Linked DNA regions of Mus musculus: all the other regions are linked to region 2. Evidence: chromatin contacts called from public HiChIP or PLAC-seq data. All regions are on one chromosome and are shown on one strand. The core of a region is the stretch at or near the end of the contact, and the rest is flanking DNA. Distances in the headings are between cores, read along the strand shown.

The links. HiChIP or PLAC-seq counts read pairs in DNA pulled down with a chosen protein or histone mark.
Region 1: an HNF4G HiChIP or PLAC-seq map of pancreatic cancer cells shows a contact between it and region 2. The contact joins two enhancer-like sites. A contact is called at or near these places in 4 of 115 datasets of contacts at active chromatin or transcription factors (the NIH/3T3 cell line, embryonic stem cells, extraembryonic endoderm stem cells and 1 more).
Region 3: a contact with region 2 is called in a FOXA1 HiChIP or PLAC-seq map of pancreatic cancer cells. The contact joins two enhancer-like sites. A contact is called at or near these places in 6 of 39 promoter capture datasets (3T3-L1-derived adipocytes, the SN4741 cell line, hippocampal neurons and 3 more), 1 of 15 datasets of contacts at CTCF or cohesin (large pre-B cells), 1 of 484 Hi-C or Micro-C datasets (bone marrow-derived macrophages), 7 of 115 datasets of contacts at active chromatin or transcription factors (bone marrow-derived dendritic cells, differentiating embryonic stem cells, embryonic midbrain and 4 more) and 1 of 9 other capture datasets (adipose tissue).

Annotation. Positions count from the first base shown.
Region 1 is chr6:88,956,331-88,959,395 of GRCm38.p6, reverse strand. No RefSeq gene overlaps it. Among named protein-coding and RNA genes, the nearest start is that of Gm36409, 16 kb to the left of the region's middle. Within about 2 kb of position 1,380, at least 31 of the 459 cell types and tissues checked have an H3K27ac peak or open chromatin away from gene starts, as enhancers often do. A contact at or near this core is called in pancreatic cancer cells, where this site is marked.
Region 2 is chr6:89,407,030-89,410,398 of GRCm38.p6, reverse strand. All of the region lies in intron 6 of Chchd6 (coiled-coil-helix-coiled-coil-helix domain containing 6), which reads left to right. Gm52910 (a long non-coding RNA gene) reads left to right here. Exons shown (of 2, transcript XR_003956464.1): 1 at 1-2,448. Among named protein-coding and RNA genes, the nearest start is that of Gm52910, 3.0 kb to the left of the region's middle. Within about 2 kb of position 2,013, at least 22 of the 459 cell types and tissues checked have an H3K27ac peak or open chromatin away from gene starts, as enhancers often do. A contact at or near this core is called in bone marrow-derived macrophages and pancreatic cancer cells, where this site is marked.
Region 3 is chr6:88,905,166-88,908,234 of GRCm38.p6, reverse strand. It overlaps Tpra1 (transmembrane protein, adipocyte asscociated 1), which reads right to left. Exons shown (of 12, transcript NM_011906.2): 2 at 2,157-2,286; 3 at 163-294; 4 at 1-51. The coding sequence starts at 278. Among named protein-coding and RNA genes, the nearest start is that of Tpra1, 4.4 kb to the right of the region's middle. Within about 2 kb of position 1,289, at least 73 of the 459 cell types and tissues checked have an H3K27ac peak or open chromatin away from gene starts, as enhancers often do. A contact at or near this core is called in bone marrow-derived macrophages and pancreatic cancer cells, where this site is marked.

The DNA of each region.
Region 1 (3,065 bases), core at 131-2,630, 450 kb after region 2:
AGAGCCTGAAGATGGCAACTGTAATAGCATGGATCTCAGGCGCTTGCATGCCACAGGGGCCAGCCCCTTAACCCCCTCACCCTAAACTAATTGTGTCTCCTTCAAACTTCACATTCACAACATATCCTCACCTCATACTATATTTGGAGATAAAACCTATCAGGAATAAATTTCAGTTAAATGAGGTCATGAATTTGAGCGGGGATCTGATCCAACAGAATTAGTGTCTTCATAGAGACACACTCCCTCTCTTCAAGTATGCCCAAAGAAGAAATCGCACAACACACAACAAGAAGTTAGGAAGCCCTGGCTGTTCTGCCCTGACCCCAAATGCATAGCCTACAGAACAGAGAGAATGAGTCCATCTAAGGTGTCAATTTGTGGCAGCTGGTGCCAGCTATGACCCTCACATAACAGCTCTGCTTGAATCTCCGCTTTACAGAAGAGGACACAGGCTCAGGCAAGTGATGCCTGTGAGTACATCTGTAAGGGTGGAGTGAGGACAGACCAGGTCATCCCTCCACCGCCCACACTGCACACTGCATGGCTAAGTATGCATGGTTGTTCACGCCAGACCTGTCTTTTGTGGAGTCCAACAGTAATGCCAACTGTGCTTCGGATACTGCTGCTACTTAACAGCATTAACTAAGACTCAGTGTACTATTGGACAAGCCCCATTAGCTTTACACATGGATTCCTTGCTGGCCCCTCCACTGAGTCAGTCCCACTTGAAGCCTCCTGCACAACTTCAGATGGACTCTGAGTGAGACCACAATCCACTGAGGCTGGTCAAAGGCTGGACAGGACGTACCAAGCACTCTTGTCCACAGCCCATCTGTACTTCTCTAGTGGCTCCAAGACCCCAGCAGGAGTGTCCCCACAGGAAGGCAGCAGCCATCTGGCTACATGCCACAGCACATCGGTTGCCAAAGCCCATGTTGAAGAAGACCCATGTACACCCAGATCCAAGGGAGGGGAGGGCATTGGTCAGTTTTCTTCATCATTGTGGCAAAATACTTGACAGAAGCAACCTGGGAAGGAAGGTTTCTGCTGGCTCACAGGCTGAGACAGTACAGTCCTTCCTGGTGGGGAAGTCTTGTCAAAGTTCATGGTGCCCAGAGCAGGTCACGGATCGCATCACAGCAGGAAGTGGGAAGCAGAGAGTACTGAGTTAAGCACTGGAGCCAGGTCTCAAGGCCCATCCTCTCCCACCAACCCACTTTGCCAGCCACGCCCCACCTGCCAAAGGCTTTACAGCCTGTAGAGGGGGGCCACTTGCTGAAGGCTGAGTGTCCAAACACACGCCTGAAGGACACCTCTGACTCAAACAGTATCAGGAAGTTGAACCACACCTCTGTGAGGCAAGGGTGTTGTGGTCATGCGCCAGAGGACCCCATGGGAAAAAGGTATGATTAAGGCCATCTTGGGAAAGTACAGGCCACATACAGTGCTAAAACCAGATCTGACCTGCTAACGGAAATGACAAAGAAATTTCACTGTGACTTGTTTCTATTTGTGTTCCCATTAATCACCTGTCTGTTGTCATTAAGTTGTCATGCCTGCGTTACTGGCAATAATAACCTGGGGTTTGATCACATCTCACAAGGTGGTTTGCATGGGCTCAGCTTCTTCATGGGGATGAGGAGAGGGCTGACACAGCTGATATAAAACGAGCAAAACTAAGACTTCTCAACCAGCTGCCAGGGAGACCCCGAGGAGTTTCTTGAAGTCCCAGGACCAGTGTCTGCCAGAACAGCTAAAGTAGAAGGTCCCAGCGTTGAACTGTATATGACTGGAAACCCCAGAAGATGTCTTCAAGTCCCCGGAGACCTCCAGGGCTAGTGCTGACATTCTCTCTCAGAGGCATCTGCACATTGTCTCCACCTCAGGTCATGTGTCTGTGACACTGCACTATTCTCACCTGAGGGAGTGACCCTCTGCATTCCCCCACATGCCACTGAGACAAGGTGTTATACTCATGAGTGCACACCCTCCCCGCCCCAGAAGTCTCCAGCTTCTATAGGGAGTTAGTGAAACCTCTAGGAGGTAGATGGGAAGAATCAGAGCATTGGAAGTGTGTCTTGAAGGCCATATTGGGAGCCAAGTCATTTCCTGTGTCTCTTAGCTTCTCGGCCACCATGATATGACCAGTTCTGCTCCATCATGTGCTTCCACCATGATGTTAGGGCCTCAGAAACCTCTGAATGTGCGAATCAAACAAGCCATTCCCCCTGTTATTTTTTCACAGCAGTAGAAAGCTAACTAACACACAGGGTTACAGGGTAAAACAAAGTTCATTAAAAGTTCAAACAGGTAACAAAGGTCATTATATCACCCCCAACTGGATGTGACTTATGTGGCAGGGGTGGTGGTTAAGCTACCATTCTCACCACAAGGCATCTCATGACTGGTGCTATTCTCTTCCTCTGGAAGTGAGACCAAGGGAGATGTTCTTTCACATCCTTCTCTATGACCTCTCTCACTGCTGAGGCTAAACGACTGCCAAGTCCTCCTTACTAACAGTCAACGGGTCTTGTCTTCCACCTCAGTGTTTTATGCTAAGATTATCCCACCTAGGGATACCCAAACCTGTCACTTTCCAGACAAAAGAATCATTGGCTCTCACAGGAAGGTGAGTTCCATAGACAGAAGAGCTCTTAAGCTTACCCCACTGCCCACTATAGAAGGCATGCATGTGTACAAGTTGAAAAGACATCTCTTACACTCGGTGCTAGACAAGATCAAACCAGCTCTTTTGCTGAGCTCAAACAGAAAAGCATAAGGACGAGGTTGTTTGAATATTCTTAGAGGTATAAAGGAGCCCACTAGACAGTGGAAGCTCACTAAGGTATGGCTCCCAGGGCACTGAGAATGATGCAAACAGTAAAGATGCTGGTGTGGGTTGCTTCTCCATGGTGGTGTTTGCAGTTCCATCAGAAATGGCAGAAAGGGTCAGAGTTGGTGGTAATTTCAGCACTCAGAAGCCAAAATAGGAGGATTGCCATGAGTTCTAGGCCAATCTGGGCTAAATAATGAGTTCCAGGCTAGCCTGAGCTACAGAGTTA
Region 2 (3,369 bases), core at 764-3,263:
CAGAATTTAGCATTTGAATATATAGCAGCATCAGACCAACCCACTACAAACTACTGAGACACATTTCTGCAGATTGTTTAGACAGCATTGTGATGTGCTTGTTAAACCTCTAGCAGTGCACATAATGCACACACAGTATGCACTGTTATATGTAGTGCTAGCTTACATATTAGGAAGCACACCTGCCCTTGATACACAGAGTGTGGTCACAACTGAATCTGGAGCCACAAGGGCCAGGGAGGGGAGGCTGGTACCTGGAAGCTGTCCTTGAAGAGCCCTGCCTTAGAGGTACTCTGGATACAAGCAGCTGTGGATGGAGCACTGCAATAGTTTGTAGGTGTAAAACACCAGAGCAGCTCACTACAGCTGATAGACGACTCTATAGCTATTGACTCTGGAATAGTAGGTGCCACAGAGGGTGAGCCACAGTGGGATAGGCAAGCACAAAAGAGAGACACTGGGTATTGTATCTATATGTCCAAATGCCACATGACACCTAATGTTCTCCTCTTGGGAGTGTGGGTGCATGATACAGAGAGGCAGGGAAAAGCCACCCTCCAGGTGGAGACTGGTACTGACTTCAGGGAACCTTAGGGTTTTTTGACAGGGCCAAATGAGACTGTAGGCATTATCTAAAATGTTCACTTTGAAACAGTGTGTATTTGTGGGTAGCCTGTATAATTGAAATTAGGAAGATTATTACTAAAGGGAATTGAGGGATGGGGAAAATAGAGATTAGGGCTGCTGTCTTCTTACCAAGCAGCAACAGCAGTGACAAAGGTTAGCCTGTTCTCCCTTGGACCTAGACCCTGTCTGTGGGTTTTATCAGGAAAAAAAAAAAAGATACCCACTCTTGACCCCTGAGACACAGACAAGCTGATTGGAGTGCAGGTGTTATAGACTACAAGGAGACTTCCCAATGCTCTGAGGACCTCAAGCCCCAAGGCCAGCTTCTAAAAATGCTGGGCTAGGGACAAGTGGGGCGAATGATGTAGGAATTGCCAGCAGTTTTGTGTTCCCTGCTCTGTCCTGTTAGCCTTAGTGATGAGTGCTAACCAAGTCCTAAGCCCTGCAGGCCTGGGTGAAGACATGAAAGCCCCACAGGGAAGGACTTCATGCCTAACAGGAAAGGCAGGTATAGTCTGTGTCCTGGAAAGAAGCTGGCAGCAGGCCCACTGGCACTCATCAGAGAAGCAAACCTTATCTGAGAAACAGCAAGGCCAGAGACATGAACTGAAGCTATGAAAACTCAGGTGAGGTCTAGGAAAGAACTTCCTGACTTGCCATGAGCCTTTATAATGTCCAGCCTTTATCTTCTATCAGAATGTTTAAGGAGAAATAGTATGGTGTGTACTCAAGAGTGTGGCCCATGTTGTCCTCTGTCTCTTCTCCCCTGGTGAGCCATCAGTATCTATCTTCTAGGAAGAGCTGCCAAGTATTTTACTTTGGTGATACCTGGGACTCATCTATGGCCTGTGTTCTGGCACCTGGGCCTACCATTGGCAGAAGGAAACTAGGGATCCTGTGTGTTTATCTGGAAGCTTCCTCTCCTTACTGTTCTCATCATTCTTTCTCCTAAACATGAGACTGGGTGGTGTGATCTCTGGGTGGTAACATGAGCTGATCAGAGTGGGGCATCTGAGTCCCTAGAGTTCACCAGGCAGCCCCAGAAAGATGGGCAGTCAGCTCTGTGCTTAGGCGACAGAGTGAGTGGAACCTACCAAAGGTTCTGGTGAGGTATCAGGAAGGCAGACCTGAGGTGGCAGAGGCATTCACTGCACAAAGCCAGACGTTGAGGCTGGTTCTGGGCACAAGGCTAGCAGCGCACAAGAGCCATTTGGAACTTTTTCTGCAGGCTGCGGCAAGTCATAAAAAAAATCTTTTAAGTGGGGAATTGATAGGATTGGGTTTGTGCTTTAGAAAGATAACTGGCAGCCTTGGGGAGGACGAAGTGACAGTGTCGAGAGCAGAGCAGGACTCAGCACTGCCAGCTGGAATGACTCACCCATCCTGCAGCCACAGGCTTCAGTGTTCCAGGGGCAGAGAATGACAAGACCCTAGCCACCCTCTCCCAGTCAGCAAAGCAGACAGTCTGCAGTGAATGAGACAGATACAAAGTTTATGAAAGAATATACATATACATATACATATACATATACATATACATATACATATACATATACATATACATATATATTAGAAAGAGAAGAATATGGGGAAGGGAGGATATGCTACTGAGTGATACAAAGTGCCATGGAGGAAACGGAGCAGGACAGTGTGGAAGATGATGACCAGGGCTGCACAGTTGAGAGTCACAATGGGCTTTGTGCAGCACTGATGCAGGAGGAAGGTGGGTGGGTGCTGTGGAGCTCTGGAGAAGAGGGACACCTGACCAGCCCCTGTTTGTGCACTTACCTCCTGTGTTGCAGGCTATGAGAAGAGGAGCAGGTCTGAGGACCATGGGGTGACATGTTCTTTACAGTCTGTGTGTTCCAATGGCCCGGGGCTCATACTTGTCCAGCCAACACCCACTGGGTGGGTTTGGAAGCACTGGCCATAGGCTTATGGGAAGGGCTGCCTCAGCCCCAGGCTTTCTTTATGTTTAGAGATCCATGACTTAAAACTGAGCTTAGAAACAGCAGTTTAGTAATCCCTCCCCTTACAAAGACAGAACTGGCATTTCATTCCCAGCTCTATTAATGGGCTCACTTTGGGAATAAAGCCAGTCTCCCTGAAGGCAGGGCTGGCGCATCTCTTTGTGCCACTTTTGTTTTCTTCTGAGTGTTACATTTAGATTAGCTTCTGGGGATTAAATGGTATTACAGTCCAATCTTTTTTTTTCTCCTTTTTTAATCAGTAGAGAGGTGACTGCTTAGCAGTGTTGCTGTTAGATTATTTTCCTGGGTTGTGTCACCTCCCCATTCCTAATCTTTGGGGGAAACTTGGCTGAGGCTGCATCTGCTCCTGACTTGGGAGGAGCCAAGCCATGCAGTGCAGCCCTGTGGTGCGCACATGCTACTTCCCTAGGGTGTGTGGCCTGGCAAGTGGGAAACAAAGTGTCAGTGCTGGGTGCTGTCAGTGAGGGCTGCTTACCTAGTGCTGGCTGCTGGGCTCTCACCTGCCAGATTCCCAGAGGCCTGCCGGGCTGGAGGCAGGACAGCCTTGTCTCTGGCCCTGACATCTAGTTCTCAAGAGAACAGGGTGGATGTCACAGAAAGACGGCTCAAAACAGCTGGAGATTCAGACAAGTGTCCTAGGTGTAGGTGTAGTCTCTAAACCATAGCAAAAAATCATATTTCTAGCCGTGTGAGGGTTTCACCTTCTGAGAGCTGACATTGTCTGGCTCCCTTAGACAAGCCTATTGTAAGC
Region 3 (3,069 bases), core at 40-2,539, 500 kb after region 2:
ATGAAGAAGAGCACATTGGGAATGAGCAGCAGGAGGTCCCAGTACCGGACCCTGCAGGGGGCACAGATGCTGGCTCACTGGGGAGGTAGGGACACATTCCCTGGCCCATAGCACCCTGAGAGCCCACCCACAGCCCTCCCTCAGTGGGGCCAGGAACCCTACCTGGAGGAGCCAATATCCTCATATAGCAGCAGCAGGCACTGGTGGGGCTCACTGATATTGGATGCTGTGGGCGGTGGCCACGCTGTGCTTCCATTGGCCTCCTGCAGGCTGGCCATTCCACCGGCAGTGGCCCTGAAGACAAGCCCATGTGGTTAGGGCACAGGGCCCTGGCCCTCCTCCCTCCGTCTAAGGCTACCAGGGAAGACCAAAATGGCAGCGCAGAGTGCAGGCTGTACTAGGACTCACTGAGCGGGAGGCTGGGAGAAGGGGGTTCTTAGCTCCACACAGGGCCTGCTCTCTCCTCTCAGGCTCTGCCTTAAGCCTTTGCCCCTGACAGATACACAAGCCACCTCCAGTTACTGAGCATCATGTGCCAGAGAGCAATGATAGGCACCATCCAAATTGTTCTTCCAGAGATGAAGGAGTTCAGAGCATGGTCCCCAGCCTGCTTCTGCCACTTGGCCTCCTGGTGCTTCAGTGTCCCCTCTGAAATGGCACTGAGACTAAAAAGTGAGGCCATGGTGATGGAGAATGCCTCAGCAGGACTCTATTGGGAAGGCTAAGTGATATGCTCCCAATTCCACCTTGCAAACCCCACCCACCATCTGATCTGAGGTCACACACCCGCTGAGGTCCTCAAAGGAGCCCAGAACCCTCTCTGCTGCACTGGAAAAGCAGCTGCAGGTGGAGGGGACACCTGAAGCACACAGAGGTCTCTAGGCACAAAGAGGGCCAAAGAGGTCATCTGAGAAGGTCAGGCTCCCCAGAGAAGCTGGAGGCCAGAGTAGCCCAGAGGCCAGTGTCTTTGTGGCAATTTGGGGAGGAAAGTCTGACATTCAGCCTAGAGGATGAGAGAGCTCATGATCTGGGGTCCCAGAAATGTCTTGGAGGGAGAAGACTAATGGTGGCCAGAAAACCCTAGACGAGGAACCTTGGTGAGAGGACTGTGTAGGGATGGTAGTGGGGCCTCCTGCAGGACAAGCTGAGCCTCGGGACTCATAGGTAACTGTATTCTGATCAGTGATCAGAAGGTAATCGCCTCTATCCAAAACAGCCAGCAGCTGGGCAAAGGTAGTGCACGGGTGAAGCAGTGTCAGCCGTTGACCACAAGATGGCAGTAGAAAGAAGGAGCCTGAACTGCGGCAAAATGAATGGGCCTCCCAAATGGGATGTGGGTGGATCCAGACTCAACAGAGCCATACACGTGACCACTACAGAACCAGGCCGGGATTGACTCTGTAGACCCGGTGGCACACTTCGTCCCAGACACTCCTTTCTCCAGACGTGGGTGCACGAGCTTGTATACTGCCAGGAACACTTAAATCTTTTCAGAGGAAAAGGTCGTGGCTTAGGGACCTACCTGTCTGTGGCAGGAGTGGCAAAGAGCTTGGTGCCCCCTGTTCAGTGTCAGCGGTAACTCAAAAGGAGCATTGTGGTCCACTAACTCTAAGCAGTAGCAGGAAAAGGCAGGGCTTGGGGGGCACTCGGGGACATCCTGGATTTGGCAGGGTCATTACACTCTAGTGCTGTCTCTGCTGAAAGGGACAGGAAACCTCTGAGCAGGCAGCCAAGACCCTGTCCTCAGCCTTCTCTGATTTGTTACACCTCCAACTTTCTGATGGGGAGGGGCAAGGAGGGAAGTATGTCCCTGGTTCCTAGTAGGGCATTTCCACTTTTTCCCAGTCCTGACGATCGGCAAAGGTGAAGGGAGCAACCATCCTCCACCCACGCACCCTCTGCTTGCCCAGCGGATCTGACCATGTGGTTGGTATAACCAGCAACTCACTGGGCTGCTCAGGTGTGGGTGGGACAGGGCAAGCAAGGCCTACCCTCTTGCCGGCTCCCTCCCAAGGATGGGGGTGGGAGTGGGGAAACACAAACCTTTGTACTTAAAAAGCAAAGTTCTGCTAGGGATAAGGGCTGAGAAGACAGTGGAGTGGTTCACTATGACGGGAACAGAGCGCAGACAAGTCTCCAGGACCCACACGTCTTACCAGCAGAACCCGGGATTTCAGTCTGCTTTCTCCAGCTTCCCCTGAAGGAGGGACTGGCCACAAGGACACCAACAGAGTGCAACTCGCCAGCTTCAGGTCGTGCCCTTCTTCCTTCCTGTCAGCCGGAATACTGATGTGCCGATAGGAACAAGAGCAGCCATGTTAGACCATGAGATAGAAGTAGGTCTCTCCATGAATGCCCAAGGCTGCTTCCACAGCCAAACGAAACAGTGCAGTCCTCTATCTAGTTACCATGGCCTTGTGTCCCAGTTAAGGCTGAATTCCAGGGAACATAGGAAGGTTGATTTGGGTTGGTGTTCTGTCAAGAGGACGCATGACTGGGGAGTCAGCCTTGGAAAACTCTGGATAAAGAACATTCCTCAGAGAGAATGGCAAATACAAAAGTTCTGAGGTAGAAACAGACTTGGCCAAAGACAAAAAAGACTAGGCCAGGGCGGCTGGAAAGAGAAAACAGTTGGTAAGACTGGGTCAGATGGGGTGGCACACCTATAACATGATTTCATTCTCGGTACTGAAAAGGCTCTTTCCAAAGACCCCAAGCCACTGTGGGTGGGGTCCCTTAGGCCACTGCAGAGAATGGACAGGTCTAGGTGAGACAGGAAGGAGAGACAGCAGCAGGATGGAGAAGGTGGGATAGGGCCAGGCAGCCAATGGGCACACTTTCCCCGGGGGCACTCCGAACTTCGGCTCTGTCCACAGACTTAGATGGGATTAGCTCCATACAGCACAAATGTCAGGAAATGCGAGCATTTTCAAATCCAGCCAACCAGAAAGTCCCAGCACCCTGCTGAGGTCAGCAGGCCAAGTGTGACTCTGGGCTGGGGCCTTGGAGAGAAAGCTCACAAAGAGCAAAGTCACAAGGTGGATGCAGAGAGAAACACTGGACTCCTAG